Linked DNA regions of Rattus norvegicus: region 1 is linked to region 2. A link is a contact called in public Hi-C data. All regions are on one chromosome and are shown on one strand. Each heading gives the region's core, a stretch centred on a gene start, on an enhancer-like site or on the middle of the called end of the contact. The rest is flanking DNA. Distances are from core to core; before and after follow the strand shown.

Region 1 (7,305 bases), core at 4,395-6,894, 220 kb after region 2:
CTTGTGGTACCCTACTCTGGGCTCACACTCTACTGGTATTCTATGCTGGCAAGCTCCGGAAACTTCTGTACTGCATAAGGAGCTTAAAGAGGGTATGAGCTACAAATGCAGGTAGACAACAGCGACTTAGATATTTTTACTTTTATATCATGAGACTCTGAACCCTGTTTAACTCCTCTGGAGAGGTTATTTTCGCATTTAGCAGAATGTTAACCCAGCTACATTCAAGCATCAGGTTCTAACCTGCCTCTGTAGGCCGTGGTGCCAACATCAGCTCAGTTTCCACTTGTGTACAGACCTGTCCCCTGTGGGCCCATACCTGCAGCATCTGAGGACATACAGAGAGCTCAGGAACACCCCCAGGGATAGGTCCTATCTCTTCTCTCTATGACTCACCTTGTTATGATCAAGAACTGGGTCCCTTACTGTTCCTTAGAACAGGAAGTTAGGCCATCAATCTCTGTCATGATGTCTACTGCTCTCTACCTCGATCCTCCCACAACTGGGGTCAGGTGATGGGACAGCAGATGACAAAGAAGTAGATTTATATCATCTTGGACCTCAATCCTGAGTCAATAGAAAAGACCTGTCCTTATAGACTATGACTCTCCCATCCCCACAGTGGCTACCAAAGGACAAGGTCCTAAAGCACAAAGCATAGAGAAAGAAAAGAAGTCATTAGGTGTTTGCTTTCTGCTGGGGATGTCAGCACCAAGTGCCCTCTTCAGACCTTCCATCCTCCCTTGTCCATGCTGGCTTTGAACCTGTGTACAGTGAAAACAGTAATTCCGGGGAGGAAAAGCCACCTTAATGCCCACTGGGTGTTGTGGTATGGTGGGTACTGGCATCTCCAAATCCTTCCCACCAGGACCGGTTCCACACCTCAATTGTAATCACCAGCAACATCCAGAGGAGCATCAGGGTGGAGTTGTACAGAAAACAAAATAAAACAAACAAAAAGACAAATGCAGTTTTGAAAACTAAATTTGGAGTAGTAGAAATAATTTAAAACAATTATTTCTATGCTAATTCACATCGAAACTTCCTTTATTTTTTAGTTCTGGTTGCCCTGTGCACAGAAAGCCTTCAAATGACCTCTCAGGCTACCCATGAGAAGATAGACAGCCAGTGTGTCAAGAGAACACGTCCCTGTTAACAAGAACCCAGTAAGTCCTCCGGAGAACAGGACTCCCCTGATGTAAAAAATCATGGCTGAGTCTGTCTTATTTGATTGTACAAAACTGTGCCCAAAACACCTCCCCTAGAGCATACGCCTAGATAAGGGCAATGTCCTACAAGTGTTTTGGTTGACCTTTCTGGGTCAGGGTCATCTCATTAGTCAAGGCAAAAGGTCAGTGACTGTGTTGGGCCAAACATAGGGGTGAAACAACCTGTCTGGAAAACAAAATGTGAACAGAGTACAAATACTCTACATAGTATTATTCTGGTTTTTTCTTTGTCGGCTTGTAAGGTAGAGACACCTGGGAACAGAGAGCCTCAACTAAAACAAATTTTCCATCAGATTAGCCTATAAGCAAGTTGGTGGGGCATTTTCTTGATTCATGAATGACATAGGAAGGCCCAGCCCACTGTGTGTGGTACCCTTCCTGGTTAGATGGTGCTGGGTTCTCTAAGAAAGCAACCTAAGCGAACCATGGCGAACAAGCCAGTAAGCATCACTCCCCTAAGGCTTTGACTTAGCTCCTACCTCCAAGTTCCTGCCTTGACTTCCTGCTCTAGTTCTTCCCTTGATGGCCACATGTGATCCAGACCTGTTTTTAAGAGTGGAAACAAGTAAAGGAAACAGATGAAGAACTTGTGGCATCAAGTTCTTCCCTTGATGGCCACATGTGATCCAGACCTGTAAGCAAATAACATTCCCAAGTTGCTTTGTTCGTGGTATTCAACCCAGCAACAGAAAGCAAGATAGATCATAGAACATCATCTATGCCTGACCAGCATGTAAATACTTGATTACCAGGACAGTTTACATCCGCTTACACTCAAGGCAGACATTATTAATCAATCTCTACCTACTGAAGACCAGCAGCCCTTCAGAACTGTCTAATTCCAGAGCTACACGTCCTCCAACCAAGTGACCTAATGTTAAAAATAAGTGTCTCCCTGTTTTGTCTGTGGTTGAAAGAAGCCAAATGACAAAAAGAAAATTCTGTGTCTGAAAGTGGGGTTCATTTACATTTTTGGAAGGCTTAAACCTTAAATAATGTTCAAGCTCCCTTATTAAGAACACCAACTCCAAGGTATAAACATGACATCCTTGTAAAATCTGAGAAAAGACCCATGAGGGGGACCTGGATACTTGAGACCCTGGCTTCACCTTAACTCTGCCTCTAGAAAGCTAAATGATCCAAACTTTCAGCAGACAGAGAATATGGCCCTAGGCTTGGTAATGCTTCAAACCCTTCTTCAAAATCTTGACACAGTTCTGGAGAAAGCAGCTCCTTGCGTGGAACTTCGGCAGTCACAGACCGTTCCTTTTGGAATACAGTACCAGAAATAGCTTCTCTTCAGGTTTCCAGCCAAAGGGAAGATGGGATATTTCCAGGCAAACCAGAAGACACCATTCTGAGCTGAGTATATCCCCAGACGTGTATTCCTGCTAACCAGGGACCATGTGATGGTCAGGAGACACAGAAATCAGAATCATCTCTGCTGGAATAGGGGTTCAGTCCTCAAGGCTGGGAAGATGGTGAGAAGGTGCCTGGGAGGGGATACCTTTGTACCCCATTTTGGGAAGAGGAGATCGTGCAACGGCCTGGGATTCACCCGTGTTGTTGTATACCTCATGCAGGAGGCAGTTGATTTCAGTTCCAGGCTGGCTTCACTCTAGGAGTAAATCAGAGAGGTTGTACACCAGTTAAAAAGACCACTAACACTCCCATGTTGAGAGGCTAACAGACTAACCAGAATCACTTTCTAGCAAGAGTTTGAGCAGACTTACTCTCCTTGGCAATCTATCTAATAATAACCTTCAAAATATTAAATGCTCAGTGTTTTTTTTTAAATCTAACCATTTTGCTTCTAGAACTTGATAGTGTGCACAAACTGAGCAAAGGATATGAGACGTATATTTGTGTGCTATTGTTTTTAAGAGTGGAAACAAGTAAACAAAACAGATGAAGTATAATGTCACCTTAGGGATTTTTTTATAAGTGTTAAAATTTTCAAAGGCTGCTCGCAGAGGAAAGGCAATTTGATTACAATGCTTAGCAAGCATCATTCCTGTAAAATAAATAATGTGTATTTTATGCCTGGGGAAAACTCTAACACAGCTCATACCTGTTATTCATAATGACTTGGGGGGAGGTATACTGGCATTCTGTTTTCTTTCAAAGTAACTTAAGTATTTTTTATAAAGAGCACGCATTATTACTACAGGCAGAGAAACACAAAATAACCGTGGTATAGAATACATTGCATAAGTGAGGCTGTTTACAGTAAACAGTTTACTTGTAATCCACAATTAATGTTGTTTGTATTTTGTATACATATTAAAAATTCTAGAAGGCCATGTAGGCTGGCAACTTGACACTGACTAGAGTCATTTTGGAAGAGGGGAAACTCAATTGAGAAAATGCCCCCACCAGATTGACTTGTAGTGTACATTTTTCATTAACGATAGATGTGAGAAGGTGGATGTGTTAGCTCATAGGGTACGTCTCTGCTTTCTAGATATACGTTTACAGTGGGTGGTGCTACCCCTGGACAAGTAGCCATAGAATGTATAAGAAAGCAGGCTGAATAAACCATGAGGACAAACCAGTACGCATCATTCCTCCATGGCTCCTGCTTAAGTTCTTGCCTTTGCTCCCGCTTTGACAGCTCTGGATAAGAGACTACAGCCTCTCTTCTCTCCAAGCTGCTGTGTTTTATCAGAGCAGTAGCAACCTAAGACCACATGCAACATTCCAGAATTACTCTTGCCTGTAGGATAAAACTTTGGAGAAGGGTATGAGTTAGTTTGAAATGATCCTGTGTTATTGGAAATATAATACCTGGGCAATTATACTTCACAAGTCTGAATTCACAGGCTTTTTTTTTGTTGCTGTTTTTCTGTTCCATAAACAAAGTCACTGAAAGTTGTACACTGTACATTTTTCCAATGAACTCTGAAAGAGGTATTTCATTTGAATGAATACAAGGAGTGCCATTTTTCCTGGCTGCATACCCCACTAAGATCTAGCTCCCACTAAGGTAGATAGGGCAAGAGAGGTTTTATGTACAAGTCACAGTGCAGGTTTGCCTGAGCATACACTGTATACATATATGTAGGAAGCAAATACTTAACACTGTGAGCTAACACACTCATCAGAAACATACACAGGTATCTATTTCTGGAGAGGGAAGAAACTGAATATGGATGGAGTTCTGGTCTTGGACCAAACTTAACAGGCAGACAGCATTCAATGTGGTAGGGACTGTGAGAGTGGTGTGTAACTCAGAGAGGCTCCTTCAGGGAATAAATGCATGGTGGAGTTCCATCACCAGGAGTTCCAACTCATCTGTCCTCCAAAATGGCCCTTCTATGGCCTTGCCTCTTGCCATGGGGCAGCTCTCACAGCCAGGGCTGCCAAATGCTCTGCCTCCCACATCTCGACAGCTATGGGGGTCCAACTTTTCCCACCTCAGCTCTACTTCTCATCTTTGATGCCCGAACCTAGGTTGCCTTTTATTTACAACTCGAGACTCTACTTCCCCACAAATAGTGCCTCCAGTCTTTGGTATCAGGGAAGGTGGCCACCAAGGTAAGTCTTATGCCCAGTGAGTACAGGACAGGCTTCACCAGGGTCTCCACGTGGAGGCACAAATGTGAAGACACTGGATGAGTTACAACAAAAATGTGCCTATGTCAGAATCTAAGGAACCCACTTCCCACCTGCCCAAACCCTGGCTGAGCAAGGTGACAAATGTCTGGGCTGTTTCATTTGGTGACAGAGACTGAGACCAGAGAAGTTAAGATGAAGTCACATGGCCGTGCACGACTGGCAGCACGCACAGTGCTCTTTCCAGGGAACAAGAGAAACTAAAATGAACTTGATCAGAAAGATGAAACCACCTGCGGAGCTGAGGCAGAGGAATAGCCACCACAGAGGCTCTTGCTCATGAGGTATGATCCCATGTTCCCAGCAAGAGTGGGCTACCATATTTGAGGAACAAAACAATACAATACAGAAGAAAAGACAGGCATTGGTCCTCAGCACCCAGAGCAGGAACAGGACACAGACACGGCAACCTCGTTCACCTGTTCCTCCTCCCCACACACCAGGCTATAGAAATACCCAAGGTCCGATTGGTTCTAGACATTAAGCTAAATTCTGACTCCTTGGCAGAGTGCTTCCTGCACTGCTATTTGTTCCTGCCTGTGAAAGGACACCTTGGGAATCCTCCTGCAGTGAGGAAGGAGCTGGAAGGCCAGGGGTGGCTGTGTGCCACAGCTCTCCTGGCCAGAACTTTGCCTGCCTTACCCTGGCAGGAGGGCCTGAACACTATTTTCTATTTATGGTGAGCCAGTGACTAGCCAGCTGTGCAAGGCATGTGGGAGCTGGGAGCTCCAGCCTTAGCCTGGATCGGCTGGCCTGGCTTAAAGCCAGCTGGGTCTGTGAGTAGAACTGGCAACAGGCCCAGGAGCTACAGGCAGTCAGAAACTCCACCAGCTTAGCTGAACCATGTCCCTTCACCTCCCCACTCTCCTCCCTCACCCTGGCTGCTAGAAACACTATGGGGGCTCAATTCTTATGCCATTCAAAGACTAAGAGGCATATACCCCTGCATTCTGCATTCACATACCCTTGCTTGTTCCCAGGCCAGCGTTTCCACATTTTCATCATGTAACATGCCAGGTCATGGTGTCAGGTGTTAGTGACAGGCCCTCCGAGAGAATACAAGCCGCTCTGACATGGTATCAATGTCCCTGGGCCTCTAGGACAAACACACTCGTTGTAATAAACTAAAGTGGTAGCTCCAAGGAGTTTATAGGGCAGCCTTAATACCTGAGATGTCCCATGAAGGTGTACCCTAGCATTCTGGTACTGATGAGGTGGATGTTGCCCCAGAAATGGGTCAGAAAGAGAATCTAAGCCCAAACCAGAGCCTCTGGCACTGGGCTACCCTTCTAAAAGCACTGGTTAAAAATGCTTGCAAGTTTTCCCAGTGCAAACCTTGACTGGAGGCTATGTTGTTCCATAAAGAAGGGGTCTCGGAGTTCAAAGATGACAGGGGTGGGGGACACAGCCATAGGTGCCCAGATACCTATATATCTCTCCTAAAACCTTCCAACCACCTCTGGGCTGCCTCCCAACCATATGTCATCTTCCCACCAGACCTACAGTTTATGAAGCAACAGTCTGACATTTTGCTTGGGACCATGTGTGCCCCAAACCCCAGAAAAGTGAATCCATCTCAGACTTGGTCCTTGAATCCCCAGGATAACCTCTGAGTCTCACTCACCCTCTGCCTGGGCCTCCAGTGCGGCCCAAACACCTCATGCTCTACAGTAGGCTTTGCTTTCTTATCCCATGATGCATCTGAACAGTCATCCAAACCTGGTCACGGGAGCCTCGTCTGTGGACCCTGGGCCTTCTCTGGGATGCTTTGCTTCCCTTAGAAATCCTTGACTTCCTGCAGCTTCCAGAGCCTCTGCCTCTGCTCCCACATCTGCATGACCCTTGCAGATGTGTCTCCAGAGGACTGAGCACTATCAAGTGCTGAGGTCCCTCACTGGCCACCCATCAGAGCTTAGACTGGTGTGACTGGAAGCCACCCTCCCTGCCCTCGTCCTCCCATATGGCTCAAGAGGTTGAATAGGGCACAATACCCTGCCCTAACCCCCCCCCCAAACAAAGACAGAGTGCACTGTTCTCTGCTCAGGTAGAAGGTGCTCTCAGAACGTTAGTGGAGGGGCCTGTGCAGGACTGAAAAGGATGTCAGCATCTCAGGGTCTGGAGTTATAGGTGGTTGTGATCTGCCCAGCATGAGTGCTGGGAACCAAACTCTTCCCTTGCAAGACTCCTAACCATGGGTCCATCTCTTCAGGCCTCATGGTCAGTGAAATCATCCGCTGTGGCAGAAAAATAGAAACACTGAAAACCTCTACCTTTGATGTTAAGCACGTCATAGATCAGCCTCAGAAAGGAAGAGGGTTAGGCTTTGGGGAAGCAGAGCCAGGCGAGCTCCAAGGGCATGCATGATGACTCTCCCAATAAGGCCTACTCCCAAGGCCTGGGCTTGAGAACATGTTCTAGACCAAGAAAATGGCTGTGAGCCCAAAGAATGATGATCTGGACT
Region 2 (6,634 bases), core at 2,790-5,289:
TTAACCAAAAACACAAATAAAGTTGACACAGGCTGACACGCTTTCTGTCAGAATTGTCATCTACGTGTTTCCACACAGAAGAAAAGGCTTCACATCCAGCACAATTAAGAAACACATACCATGGTAGTGCATGAGTGAGGCCAGGTGATAGAAGTTTAGAGCCTTCTTTTCTCCTTACGTCTTAGTAGAGGAAGCAGTTGCATGATACATGTACAAATTCAAGGTTCTGAAAAATCTTGAGTTGATGATTCTTGTTGATTGAAGGTGCTACCTGTATGGCCCCAGCCAATTGCCAAGTGTACTTAAAAACAAGGCTCACCCTGGCCTGCAGTACCTGTAGGGCTGCTCAGGGCTGACCAGGTCTATGAAGGAAATAGAGAACAGAAGACACAGAAAGCACATGTAGAGGTTCTGAAAGATAATGAAATAAACGGAATGACTTCTTCAGCATGTAGTCTTCGGTACTGTCTCCCTGTTCCATCAGGACAAGCTGCTTGGTGAACACCACTCCGGAACTCTCTAGGTTTTCCAACAGGATCTGAGAGCAAAAAGAACCAGAGCTGGGGGCCATGCTATGGAGACTGGTGGGAGATCTCAGGAAGCTGACATCCCACAGAGGCTCTGCCCTGTATAAGGCCTGGTTCAATCCTGGATCAAGAGATTCCTCAACTCCTGTGAGTGACTTCTGCCAGTGGCCTCTAAAAGATACGAATCATTCTAAGAGTCTGCCTAGAAAAGAAAACAGAAGCACAGAGGCCAGCCAGAAGGAAGGTTGGCAGTGCAGACCCGATGCTAGAGAAGTGAGCATGCTCCATAGTTTACCAGGCTTGAGGGCTTGTCTTTGTCTGTGCAGTGTTGATGCTGACCCTGCCATCACACACCTCATCTAACTGACATGAGGGAAGGAAAAGCGCTGCAGCAGATGCTTTGCTCTGTCCCTACAATATCAACAGATGCCAGCTTTTCTTGTCCCTCGTGGACCATGATGGGAAGTGATTTGGATTCTCTGTTACATTGAGATGTGTATGTGTGATGTGTGTATGTTGCTATGTGCATATCTTCACTGTATGTGTCTAACATTCCAACAATTCCCCAGCCTTACATGAGTTAACCATTGGGAAAATGGTGGCCAGCCTCAAGTCCTCACCTGAAGTCCCAGTTGAAAGTAGTTTTTGGTTCTGCCAGGTGAGCCCTTTACCTGTGGATCTGAACCTGGCACAGGTAGCGCTTTTGTTAACCGTTCTGGAGTTTGCCAAAGGTATGTATCCCAACGGGATCGGAGTGCTTGTGGGGCTTCTTTCTAGCTTTACTTCCCGAGGGAATCTCAGGAACCCATGTTAAGGAGAAGTCACCTTGGAATGCAATGATGCTGGATTTGGAATTATAGAACCTCCTAGGTCCATTTCCTGATTGTGTTTTCTCTAGTCAGACACAGGGCGGCGCTCTTCACTAAGTAATCTGACAGCTGTGTGGGAAGCCGTCGCCTGTGAATTCTCAGGACTCCAGGAAAATGAATTCTTTCCTGTTCATCTGGCCACAGAGAGGTAGATCCAGGGTGACAAGAGTGGGGAGTGACCGCTGGCACCCGGCCACTGGGGCTGTGGGGCATTGTGTGCACCTGAAGGCTCGGCCTTCCGTTCATTTAATTCTGTATTGATGAAAGGCATGAGCAATCACAGTCTGAAATCTGTTCCATCTTCATGAGGGAAGATTGGGGTTGTACTGTGTGAATTAATCCCTTTGGGGGAGACATCAGCATGGCTAGTGGTGGTGACAGGAGAATAAGGGAGGTAGCAAGGTCACTATTAACCAACCACCAATCACCATACTGCTGATGGGGGAGGGGAACCCTTTGTCTAAAGGAACTGATTGAGCTTTGCAGAGGAAGGGGTGCAGACCTGCAGTGGAGACTGGCTTCTAACCACTCGCTCGGTCTCCCCAGCTGCAGTCAGAAGTCACACCTGGACACCACAGTCAGTCAGCCAACACTCTGCCAAAGCAGGGCGCCCTTGTGGGATTGGCTCTTAGGGACTAACAAAGAAAATTCTTTACAACAGATAAAAGGGAGTGTCTGTGGTTTGGTTTACAGCCCTACTAAGTAATTTTAATGAAACTAAATCACTGTGGTACCTCCAGAGTTTGGGTTTTGGAGGAACCAGTTTCTCTGTGGGCTGTGTCTGGATTGTAGAGAGCCCATGTGAATTAACTGGGACCGATTAAGATAAGTCTTGGATTGCATCAGATGTTCTCCAAATAAGACCCTGGATGTATACAGGATGTCCCCTTGACACATCAATTAATTAATCGGAAATGAAATATGCTCAATTCAAAACAGCTAGTCATAAAGCTAAGTCCTGCGCCAGCCAATGGCTGTAGTTGATGGAGCTTTGTAAGCATACACTTGCCATTATAAATATCAAATGCCACCTTTCCAGAAAGCTTACATATTTTCAAAGCTTTTGCTATCATTAATTGCTCAGGACTTTGAGTACTCCCAAGACAGTGTTATTGACTCCATTTAGGAGGACGGTCAGAAACTTAGTCCAGAAAACTTGGAACTCACTCCCCTGCGAAGGAGGCAGGGGAGTGCTAGTCCTCAGCCAGCAGCCTTGTCTTTGTGGAGATCTGCTGGGCTCTGGCTTAGCTGCTTAAGTGGCTCTCTGGATGGTTCACTGACAGTTCCCCTGAATCCCAGAAATGAACTTTATAATCTCAAAATCTTAAAATGCAATCTCAAAACCTTCCCAGCAGCTTGGCAGGGAGATGGAAATAGCCCAGAAAAATACAGAATGAGCAAGAACGGGCTACAGTCTACAGGCTGAGGGGAAGGCTATAACACTAAGGCCAGTCCTTAAGAGTATGAGGTCCAGGAAACCTGTCAGAGCAGAGGGTAGGGTCTGCAGGTGATGCAGGGACAGTGGGCACAGGGGCCTCCAGTCTCTCTGTTTTGGCCTTAATTAACAAGCCTATGAGAGTAGCTTAGGCCTTGCTCATATGTCAGCATGTAAAGTTCTCATAGTGCTGAATTTAGAGATAAATCCCTTCCACAGGCTGTGGCCCTCACTTCCCACTTAAGACATGCTATTTTCCACGGTCCTATGCTGACCCATCCTCAGGAGCCTCTGTGTTAGTTGTCAGTCTTGCTGGAGTCAGAATCCTGACTGTCCATCTGGACCTGGGCAGTCTACGCTTCTGGCTCTGTTGTTGTTTGTGTGTGTGCTTGTTCCTGTATTACCTGTAAATGATAGAAAAGTTAATGGTGATTTTCTTCTTTAGTTGGGTCCAGGATGAGGTTCGGACCTAAGTTAATGGCTGAGGGGTCTGCTAAATCACTGGGAACATTGCACTGTGTTTATATATTGATCTTCAGCTGCTGGGAGCTGTGTCAGTCAGTGGTGGGAACAGGAGGTGTGAAGCCACACCTTAGGGGTCCTCCACGAGGTGTGATACTCACAGGCTGACAAATGGTGGGAATATTGCTTCCCTTAAGTGCTGGTCATGTCCAGATGGTGCTAAATATCCGGTGCATCACCTCACAGCCCTCCCTCCACCCAGCTCTTCTGCACCCCCTTTAAGTCCTGTGCCCGAAGCCCCCAGTGCTTTCAAGTCCTGTGCCCGGATCTCCTTGTGTTTTTCCAAGTGAAGGAGCTCTGAAACTCAGGACCTGGGGTTTCAGAACCGCTCAGGAATCCATTCTTAGCACGCCTGCGACATTCTGTGTGCCACCCTGAAACAGCCAGTCTACCCCAGTCACCCAACTTCATGATTTTTTTTTTAATTTTTATTTTTGGCAAGGGATCCCTTTACGGGCTGCCAGGAAGTACAGTGTTCATGGCTACCCACAGGCCCAGGGCTGTGCTTCAGTGCCGGAACTGTGCAGGCCAGACTGCTGAGTCTGCAGTTACGGCGTCTGTGCTTTTATCTCGTTCTCCACTGCTTCCGCTCCTCCGTTTTGGAACACACGGGATAATATGCTCTGGTCCCTTAAGGATATAGAGGAAGGAACCATTTCCATATCCACTTGACTCAAGTCACCACAGTCAGCTGCTGGCTGAGCAAACTGACCTCAGATGAGTCACAATCCAGCTCACACAAGGTCACAGTTCAGCCAAACTCAGAAAGTCCAGTTGAGAGGTTGATGTCTGTGCTCAAGATGCCAGTGTAAGCAAGAGGGGTGGGGGTTGGGGGGATCAATGCTTGGTTCCAGCAACTTTCAGGCTCAGGAGACCACAGTGAGACCATGGGGCCCCAGCCCGGATGGGTGGCCAAGGGACAAGGCAAGAGCTGATAGGGATCAGGCAAAGTGCAGGGCTACTAAATGGGGCCCTGAAAGGCTGCTAGGTTTCCAAAGCCAGAGCGCTTCCGGCCTAAAGGAGTGTGTGTGTGTGAAATCTGGCCTCGGAGTGAAGCTTTAGGGTGATAAACTAGATCACAGAGGCCACAGGAGGGACCCAGGCAACTGTCACCGGACTGTGAGCCACCACTCATGTCACCCCACACCTCCACTGCATGTCACTGACCCAGACATGTTATCAGAATTAATCCTCACAGTCACCAGAGAAGAGAAGGACGCGCAGGTAAGGATATCAGGCTGTGGTCCAACAGGGTTTAACCTACACACGGGCTGTGTCAACATAAGGACACCGGTCACACCAAGGGACATTATTAGATCGCCAGGTCAGCACAGAAACCCAATCTTCCACCAGACGTTATTGCAACTTTCCATACTCCAATGGGTTTGATTCCTCCGCACTCATCTTTTCCTGTCTGGCTCCTTGCTGGTTCCAGGAAAGCTCTGGGCAGGTTGCAAATGTCTGAGTTGAAACAGCTCTTCCAGGGGGAGGATGCATCAGAGACTGACAGCAGGGCAAAGATATCTGCTTTGCCATCCTGCAAAAAGCTGCAGATTCCACCTGCCCTGACTAGGCTGCCTTCCAGAGTAAGCAGGCTGATCTCAGCCACAGTATTTCCACATGCCCGACACCCTGCAAACCGTGGAATGATGCCTGGGTGTGCTAAGCACAGGCGGCATCCGGAAGCTCCTGACTTCCTGGTGTCCTGGGGACTGTTAGTAAGGAAGCCAGTTGAGGAGCCGCTGCAGGAAGCCGCTCAAATCAGGGATCCTAGCAATTACTTAGGAAGTGGCTTTCATCATCATGAGTTGCAAAGTAGAGAGAGTAAAGGAGGAAGTGGAAAGTCGTTTGGTGGGGGAAATCACTCCATGGTGTTCGAAGGTCACTCCTGCAAATACTATATAAAATTGAGGTTATTGTTCATAGCACCACAATGAGTGGTCCATAAAGTCAAAGGGAGCTGAGTTTGGCTACTGGGAAAGTAATATTTGTTAATGAGGCTGCAAGTTTCACAGAAAGTGTACAAAGTTTAAAAGAATTTTATACTCCAAAATTTGAATATTAGGTCGATATTGTTGAATGGGATGTAATTCACAGGGATCAGGAACCAAGAACACCAGAACATATAATGTACAGTTTGCTTTCCATTCACACTTTCCACAACCCTCAGAGTAAGAAATTCTTTCTGACTGATTTCCAGGACCTTTATATAACAATCAGTTTATTTAGGTATTCATCCTAAGTCTTACACAAATGGTAGCATATTATATAAACTGTACTACACCACAATGCTCTGATGAACAAGAGTATATTGAAGAGCCTACCACACAAAGAGGATCTCCATTGTTTTTAGTAGATGCATATTTCGTGTTTACTTTTGCTTCGTTTTGAGTCTCACTATGTAGCTTTGGCTGGCCTGGAACTCGCTGTAGACCAGGTTAGCTTGAGCTCACAGAGCTCCCTCTGCCTCCACCATGATTAAAGGTGTACACCACCGTGCCCTGATGCCTTGTAGACCTTTAACATTACACTGTTTGCTTATTAATGAACCAACGTATTATGCTTATTATGTTTGCTTATTAATACCAACATATCCCATATATTTTGTCACAATAAGTCAAGTTAAGTCTTGCATGCATGTCATGATGCCCAGGGTCAGACATGCATAAAATTAGCCTCCCAGTGTCTGAGATTCCTCTGTCCTAGCTTCATTTACTGAGTGTTATAATATAAGGAAGTCTTGCAATTCAGTTAGCTTGAAGGGTTTGCTGTTATCGATGAGGCACAGCGTCTATTTCCCTTTATTGGAAGGTCCACCCGAGGCTTTAGCCATTTGCCTATTGCGTTCTTGATATTCTTCTTTCTTTACTGGCTTCTAGGAGTTCTATATATTAAGGGTGTGGGTTGTAATAGCAATGAAAATGTTTTATTTCTCCTCACTGCCTGTTTTGATTTCTTAATTTGCTAATGGTTGATTTTCATGAGTAAGTCAACATTTTTGTGTAGCTGAAATTAAAAATCCTTTCTCTATGCTTGGATTTTAGTTAGAAAATTCTTCACTTAGTTCTGAATTTATAAAGAACAATTTCCCTGATCATGATTTCTATTGCCGTTTTGTGTGTGTGTGTGTGTGTGTGTGTAGTGTGTGTGTAGTGTAGTGTGTAGTGTGTGTATAGTGTGTGTGTGTAGTATGCGTGTGTAGTGTGTATATAGTATATGTGAGTGTAGTGTGTAGTATGTAGTATGTGTGAGTGTAATGTGTAGTGTGTGTGTGTAGTGTG

What was found. Hi-C and Micro-C count contacts between places; a contact is called where the count stands out from the background.
Region 1: a contact with region 2 is called in a Hi-C map of liver, with 3 times the contacts expected there. The contact joins two enhancer-like sites. A contact is called at or near these places in 3 of 12 Hi-C or Micro-C datasets (kidney and liver).

What each region holds. Positions count from the first base shown.
Region 1 is chr1:64,890,502-64,897,806 of GRCr8, forward strand. No RefSeq gene overlaps it. Among named protein-coding and RNA genes, the nearest start is that of Dll1, 99 kb to the right of the region's middle. Within about 2 kb of position 5,645, at least 18 of the 93 cell types and tissues checked have an H3K27ac peak or open chromatin away from gene starts, as enhancers often do. A contact at or near this core is called in liver, where this site is marked.
Region 2 is chr1:64,675,357-64,681,990 of GRCr8, forward strand. LOC120099128 (a long non-coding RNA gene) reads right to left here. Exons shown (of 4, transcript XR_005498081.2): 4 at 3,232-6,634. Ermard (ER membrane-associated RNA degradation) reads left to right here. Exons shown (of 18, transcript NM_001419620.1): 18 at 1-447. The coding sequence ends at 36. Among named protein-coding and RNA genes, the nearest start is that of Ermard, 22 kb to the left of the region's middle. Within about 2 kb of position 4,040, at least 15 of the 93 cell types and tissues checked have an H3K27ac peak or open chromatin away from gene starts, as enhancers often do. A contact at or near this core is called in liver, where this site is marked.